Linked DNA regions of Gasterosteus aculeatus: region 2 is linked to region 1. A link is a contact called in public Hi-C data. All regions are on one chromosome and are shown on one strand. The core of a region is the stretch at or near the end of the contact, and the rest is flanking DNA. Distances in the headings are between cores, read along the strand shown. Region 1 has its middle 100 kb from the start of flrt2. Region 2 has its middle 17 kb from the start of flrt2.

What was found. Hi-C and Micro-C count contacts between places; a contact is called where the count stands out from the background.
Region 2: a contact with region 1 is called in a Hi-C map of skeletal muscle, with 2.0 times the contacts expected there. The contact joins two enhancer-like sites. A contact is called at or near these places in 2 of 6 Hi-C or Micro-C datasets (skeletal muscle and whole body).

Annotation. Positions count from the first base shown.
Region 1 is chr18:1,568,179-1,572,023 of fGasAcu3.hap1.1, reverse strand. No RefSeq gene overlaps it. Among protein-coding and RNA genes, the nearest start is that of flrt2, 100 kb to the left of the region's middle. Within about 2 kb of position 2,058, at least 1 of the 9 cell types and tissues checked has open chromatin away from gene starts, as enhancers often do.
Region 2 is chr18:1,651,259-1,655,103 of fGasAcu3.hap1.1, reverse strand. No RefSeq gene overlaps it. Among protein-coding and RNA genes, the nearest start is that of flrt2, 17 kb to the left of the region's middle. Within about 2 kb of position 2,068, at least 2 of the 9 cell types and tissues checked have open chromatin away from gene starts, as enhancers often do.

The sequences.
Region 1 (3,845 bases), core at 809-3,308:
TGATTACAAATTGTTACTTACTGGATATCTTTAGGTTTGGTTGCAGTATCTTTTAGCAGTAATGGTAATGTAGCGGGCGAGTGCCAGGCCGGCCGTCACGGATGGGCCAGATTCAAATACTAGCTGATGGATTGACACGAAAAAACATTCATGGTCCCCGGAGCTGAACCCTGAGGATTTAGCTGATCCAAGTGCCACTGTCAGGTTGTTATCAGAGGTTAAAGTGGGATTTGGCATACTAATCTTGATAGTATATAGACTGTTTTAGCAGGTGGTATACACAAATATTTTACATATTTAAAATAACTTTCTCCAATAAAACTCTTAGCCTAATTCTGTTTTTTTATTTTGATTTAGTGCGGATCTTTAGTTTTAGTTTTTTTCCACTATCAGCTGTTTGCAGCTACTCCGTTTGTTTTGCATATGGCGTCGTGGAGCAGCGACAGCATGTAGGATGAATGGATGCGTGTTGAGGATACTGCATGATATCATATTTCCAGTGTGAACGCCAATATATATTATTCCAAACCTGCACAGACTAGAACCTCGTTCGGATGGAGGACTTGTATATTACACCACCAAGAACAAGGCCCTTATGAGCGTGTTTGCTCCCATGTTTCCATTTACTGCACATTTGTTTGTTGAAAAAAATACTATTATTGAATCAGTAACACTGCACACATCCCCCCCCCCCATTGGAGAAGGAGTGTTTATTTGTCTGTTCAGCTCTCAGGTTTCCATAAGAACAACTTCATACCAGTGGTGAACGTGTCACTCTGGTGACTCTCATGCCTCCTTGCTCCGAGTCAGCATGTCTGGTGGAGCTGCGATTCGCTCACGCATGACGGCAGCCTCAGAGAAAGCTGCCAGGCCCTTTCCCTCTCGTCTCCTGATGAAAAATGAAAATACCCCAAAGTCATCTCTGTGTAACCAGAGAACAGGACAGAAGGAGAGCACAGAATCACATGTAAACAAGGTCCTTCATGTAGAAAAAGGACTCTCAGGGTACCTGGAACCCCCGAAGGTGAACCCCTCACACAGAGACACATGTTTATGCGACACGCGGCCGAGCCGCCGACTGATGAGGTGCGGATGGACTTTCTCTTTTGATGAGATGACCGCCAACTGTTATTCTGAAGCTGATTGCATTATGATTAAAACCATAAAGGTGGTCTTCACAAGGTGAAGGCATCTGAGAATGTGTCGGCAGAGGAGAGGCAGGAGTGGATGCACTTCATTCGTCAGCAGCCTGTCGGATCGCCTGGCTGATTCATGGGTCTGCGTGTCAAAAATCTTACCACAAATCAGTTTACCATGAAAAGGAGGCCGACACTCACTCCGTCTGGATTCAGCCACTGGAGGGATTCTCTAGACGTGTGTCAGAGATACGGAAGAGGCCGAGGGAAATTGAGTTCCAGAGCGGCTTCACCCAACTCCCATTTAATGCATTTAATTTGTTCAACCCACCAGCTGCTGCGTCCCTGCAGTCCTTTAATAATTCAGAGCTGGAAGAAAGGAGGCAGCCGTGTTTGCTGCACTTATGCCTACATTTGTTACCTTTTTACACTTCTAGTGCTTCTTTCAAAACGATATATCATCATGCCTCTCCTCCGCTGTGACTAAACTGATTCAGTTATAATTGTGAGAACAAGAAACATTTATTGCCACAGTATGTTGGACGTACGAGGAATTTGACATGGTGGGTGGTGCACAACATTGGACAAAGAAAAAATAACACGGGCTCTGTTCACGAGCCTGTGGAGTTCTGAACTTCTGATCAAGGATCACTACTGTTACCCTCGGCCCTTCTGAGACTAGGTCATAAAAAGTCTGGCTCGAGTTTAAAAATGATAATTATAGAATTTAATAACTACAGAAGCAATAAGCAATACAGTTGAAAAGTTAAATAAAGTATGAATAGTATATTATTATCCCCCGGTCCAGTCTCACATGACCATCAATATTGGTTCACAGGAGGCTTCTGCCTGGTCCTTCTCCAGCTCATCTCTTCTAATCCCCCTGGGGGGGGTGTCGCTTGTGCTGCAGGCGTATGCGATTGGCTGCACATCCTCCTCCCTCGTGGATTCCTTTCTGCTCCGAGACATTACATGACTGGCTCCATCTGATGGTCGAATCTGAAATTTCTCACTGACCTCATCCCATTTCATCACATCTTAACCATTGTGTTTAACTCAGTTATATATGGTCCAAAATCAGAATGTTGGCCTTTTTTTATCTTCTGCTCATTGACTACCTGAAAAAAAACTCCCCAAAAACCCTGTTAGGGGATAAAATTGGGAGAAATCCATAAAGGACGGCAATTAGCATCCGTCCCCAGGTCTTAACGTTACATTGTGGCAGAATGTTAATGTGTACAGTAATGATATGACTTAAATGACAATGGTGTTTATATCATATTGCATTATTTCATCTAACATGATAATAATAACTAATATCTAACATCACACAATTCTAACATTAAACATTACTTACATGTATTATATTTTCAACTACTGGTCGTACAGAGGTTTGCTCTACTGCTTAAATCCCTAACAAGCCCGACTGCAGAGCGATAGTGTCCTGATGAACCGCAGCCTCCTGTCAGATGAAGGGGCAACAGTTGCATTCTGGGGTGAGAGGGGTTGGCTACAATCTTTCTAGCTTGCTTAAGGGTCCGAAAAGAGATCCAGTCCTGGGGGACTGCAGATTGCAGCCGAACACCGTCTATGCAGAACGGATGGCAGAACGGTACCAGACGGTGATGGAGGAGCAGAGGAGCATGGACTCCATGATGGTAGAAGTGCACCATTGTTGAATTTCTTCAGCTGCCTCGGGAGGAACAACCTCTGCTGAGCCTTTTGGTGTTGGAGCTGATGTTCAGCTCCTACTCTGGGATCTCTGGTGGGGATGAGCCCGCCTATAGGCCGAGGTCTGACCATCTGGTGACACAGTGCAGTGAATCCTGATTCCTGATTCCTGAAAACAAGCTGGAGCGCAACGCTCTAAAAACAGTCAAAATGGTACTGAAAATGAATTCCTGCGTAGTGGCGGGGGGCCAGTGGGGCTACCATCTTGACTGTCTTCAGTCTGTAGGCGGGCTCATCCCCACCAGAGATCAGTCCAATGAGGGTGGTGTCATTGGCAAACTTCAGGAGCTTGACGGACTGGTGACTGGAGGTGCAGCCATTGATGTTCAGGGAGAAGAGCAGAGGGGAAAGAACGCAGCCTTGGGGGGAACCGGTGCTGATGGTCCGAGAGGCTGAGACATGTTTCCCCAGCTTCACGTGCTGCTTCCCATCGGACAGGAAGTCTGTGATCCACTTGCAGGTGGAGTCGGGCACGTGCAGCTGGGAGAGTTTGTTCTGCAGCAGAGACGGGATGATGGTGTTGAAGGCAGAGCTGAAGTCCACAAACAGGATCCTGGCGTAGGTTCCTGGGGAGTCCAGATGCTGGAGGGCCATGTTGCTGGGTTTTTTTAAGTGGGACAGGACTAGCCATTCAAAATAATTCATGACTACAGAGTTTAGGGGGCAGGCCTGTAGTCAGTTAGTCCTGTGACCCTGTTTTTGAGGGGACAAGGATGATTGTGGAGGCAGCCTGGTAGGTGGCTTTTCTCCAGTAAGGTTTTGAAGATGGCTGTGAACACCGGAGACAGCTGATCAGCACAATGCTTCAGGGTGGAGGGGAAGACAGAGACCGGGCCAGCTGCTTTACAGTGTTTTAGTTTTTGTTATAAACTTGTTGACGTCTCTCTCCAGAATAGAGAGGGTCGTGACTCGGAGGGGGAGGTGTTGGGAAGGGTGGTACAGGGAGGCATGAGCGGCATGAGTTTGATGGACCGGAAT
Region 2 (3,845 bases), core at 819-3,318, 83 kb before region 1:
ATGTTCTAACCTTCACTTTAACTTTTGACATTTTGGTAGTATCTGTAGTAATTCTGCTTTGTACCACGGTCAGGAGGCAGTAGCATATGGCAGTTTCTGTCTCCCAAACAACAGCAGTAATTAAAGAGCAAGCTGGCCTGCTTAATAAGAGACTAATCATCCTGCCCTTTTGGGCTGTCAGTCTATACAGATGAGCTCGCAGGTCAAGGAGATTCATCAAGCAGGACCTCTGGTCACTGTTGTACTGGTTCCTCGGAACTACTCCTTAATCATGTATGTGTATGCCGTATTATACACATCAGCAATAGATTAAATAACTATGTAGTCAAGCCGTGTCCCAGCAATACTTTTTTCTTTTGAAAAAGCATATTTTGTGCGTTTCCATTGAGCGCGCTTTTTTAGAATCAAGAAGGAGAAACAATTCAAGATTTTCAGCTTTGAGGAGGGTGATGAAAACAGACGACTTTTGTTTTAAAGGGTCTTTTTGATGTGCTCAACTATAGTGAAGTGCTACGAGATAAAGAGAACAGACTAACATAAAAACAAGGAAATGTGTGAGAGAGGCGTGTTGACCATATTTATTGAGCCATAATCCAGTAAATTTAAAATTTAAAGTGGCAAAAGAAAAACATTCAAAAACCATTAAGAATATTGTGTAAAATATGAATGTTTTGGACCGTTTAGGACTGTTTCAGGTCCCCAGAACCAAGATTATTGCCCGAATCTCTTTATAATTCCCATAAACGTTTTTAAATCTTCTGGCGGTAAAGTTATAGATTTGTGCGTCATCTGCATATTTATGACAGCAGGCTTCCATAATCTGAGCTAATAAAAGCATAAAGATGTAGAACAGGAGAGGCCCCAGAATCAGTGGCGGTTGAAGGAATGTACTTTTCGTAGGGTCAGCCAAACATCCCAGTATGATGCAAAAAAAGTATCAAACATGCATTTTTACTCTGCATTTAAATATTTAACATTTATTCATACAATTCAGCATATATACATAAAAACAGTATTTGGCATATGATATAAATACCATATTGGAACTATTATAAATATACATATTAAAATAAAGGATAAATATTACAATATAACAATATTCTTATAAAACATGGGTATACATATGTATATAACATGGCCAGCGTGACGGAGTTATCCTTGTGTGTCCGGTGTTCTTTCGTATTCAGGGCGATAAGCCACGGCCCCCCCTCCAGCAATACATTTGTGTTCTATTTAGTGTGAACGCACAATAAGACTATTATAATGTAAAATGGAGTTAGCAAAAGAAAAGATAAAGCAAAAGTGAACTTCAACTAATCTCTTTCATTTGTATTCCTTTTTCTAACATTAAGCAATTTTTTTGATTAAAATATATGAATATACAGAGCCAAAAATTCTACCTGAGAATCTCATTTTGAATGCAGTTTTCTCATGGGGCAAATTAAAACTCAAAATTGCTAAAAAAAAAGAGAAAAATTGTCTTCCTAACTAAATAGCACTAGAGAGGCGTCATAATGTACGTTCGTCTTTTAGTTTAGGTGGGCAGACCTTTTATTGTAATTTTATCTTCTTTATTTGACATAACTCATGTGCTCTGAGCTTGTAAGCTCTTAGTAATATACTCACATAAATCACCAGTGAGGCTAAAAGCACCAATTACTCGCTCGTGAAGTTGACAGACAATGGCAATCGGTTGAAAAGGCAACTTAAGTGTGGTTTGATTGTCACAGGGATAATGTTTCTCTTCTGTCGCAGCGTGCAGAGTGAACTCTCGACCCCCCCCCTCCACCCCTCCACCCCCCTAAATCAGTTGCTGTGATGTGGATCACATTCCTGGCTGTTTACATTATCCCCATAATCCAGACGCTGCCACCAGCCCGGCCTTTCACACCTGTCCGGTCAAGTCCTCGGAAGGGAAACTGTGATACGTTTTGGGAACAGAAAGTCCTTTGTCTGTGCGTCTGTGTGTTTGTGTGCGTGTGAGTGATGTGTGTGTCTGTGTGTGTGTGTCTGAGAGCAGCGAGCGCAGTCACACAATTTGAGAACGGCACACATGTCAGGGATTATACGCAGCTGAGCGATGGCCCACGCACATTCACGCCACGTAAGAGCGTCAGCAGAGTGAGTGATGGAGCGGGTGGATGTGTGTGAACACGCAGGGGAAGACTCCTTTGCTCTGAAGAAGAGACCAGTGAAAAGAGGAAGGTCCTCACTCCAAGCCAAAGGGTTCGTTAGCGCGGAGACCAGAGAGGCGAATACGTGCCGTCACCTCAGTGGCTTCTTTCATAAAAAAATCTGGATAGATTCTTATCGCATCAAATTAATTTCAATTTGCTGGGAGTGATTTCTTTCACGTTTAAAATGTTGCTTTAAACATGGCACTTCATGGGGTTTTCAGTTGAATGGCTTGTCTACTACAAAAGGCTCAATTTTGCTAGCCATTTTGTGTCCAACTACAGCGAAGGCGTATTGGTGTCTGAGAACTACCAATATATAAATTGGGTTGGGGGGGGGGGGATTATGAATCGACATAAAAAGAGCAGAAGAGGCTGCGCATGCGTTCTCATAATAGCAAAGTCACCCGGCGGGCCGCACCGGTTCGGCGGCTGACCGCTAGTCCGGAACTAGGAACGTGTTTTCTTAGTTGAGGTCACGCCCTCTCCTGAACAGCCTTGTTAGGCAAAGTCTGCCGTATCATTGTAACTGCAGGTTAGAGTTCATAAAACTCGTTCACTGACGACAGTTTCCTTTTCAAGCAACCTTTTCTCCCTGTTAGTGAAAACTATTCTACTGTCCCTTAATGTTTGTGTTTCTTTTGCCATTCTGCTTTTATTTGTTCAAAACAAACTGTTGTGTTGCCCGTGCCATGTTGAGTTTATCACTTCCACTGCTCTGAAGTATCATTGATTTTTTTATTAGCCAGCTTGGCCTCTGTGGATTTAAGTGACGGTCAGTTATCGGTCTGCATTTTCCACTATTCAAAAATTCACCATGGGATCTTGAACTGATGAACATGGTGACTCCTACATAATGAATCCTTAAAATCTGCTGATGCCTTAAGCACCATTATTAGGGGAAACCTGCATTTGTCCATATAAATGGAAAACCGATGACACTGCTGTAAATCCTGAGGTTTTACAGGAATGTGCTTCGGGTTTAGTGTTAATGAGTTGCAGTCAGCCTGCTAGCAGACAGAAACTTTAGATGATTGAACACCATCAGAACGACCGCACACTGCTCATTCTGCACATTAGCAAATATGACATGCTACCAAGCTAAACTGATCACGGTTTCGGCGTTCAACGATAGCACGTGATGATTTAACACCCAACGTTTTCTCATGATCTGTTTGTTGTAAACTGTGTCTGTGAGTGAGTGTACACCTCTGTGATTATAAAGTACCTGAGTATCCAGCAGAACGGGGACACAGTTTGCTAATTTTTTAGGACGGGATTTCAATATATAAACCTTTCATATTTACATTAGTGTTTAGAAAAGGAGAAAGTGGTAGTTCCATTCATTCTATCACACTGCTGCAGACACACCTGGCTTGCACCACTTTTAGTTTTATGAAAAGGGATTTGTTTTTTTTGTTTTTTTAATATTTATTTACTAAGCATAGGCACTCTTACTGTCACGGTTTGGGTTTGTTTCCTGTTTTATTTTTTAGTTTTCTGCCTCTTGTGTCCTTGGGTAACTTGACTTCCTGCCGTAGCTGATTGTTTCCACCTTTGTCCAATGACCTGCACCTTCCCAGTGTATTTGAGCCCTGTGTATCTTTTGTCCTTTTGTTGTATCGTTCCTGAATGTCGTTCGTGCTCCTGAAAGTCGTGACTGTTCCTGGT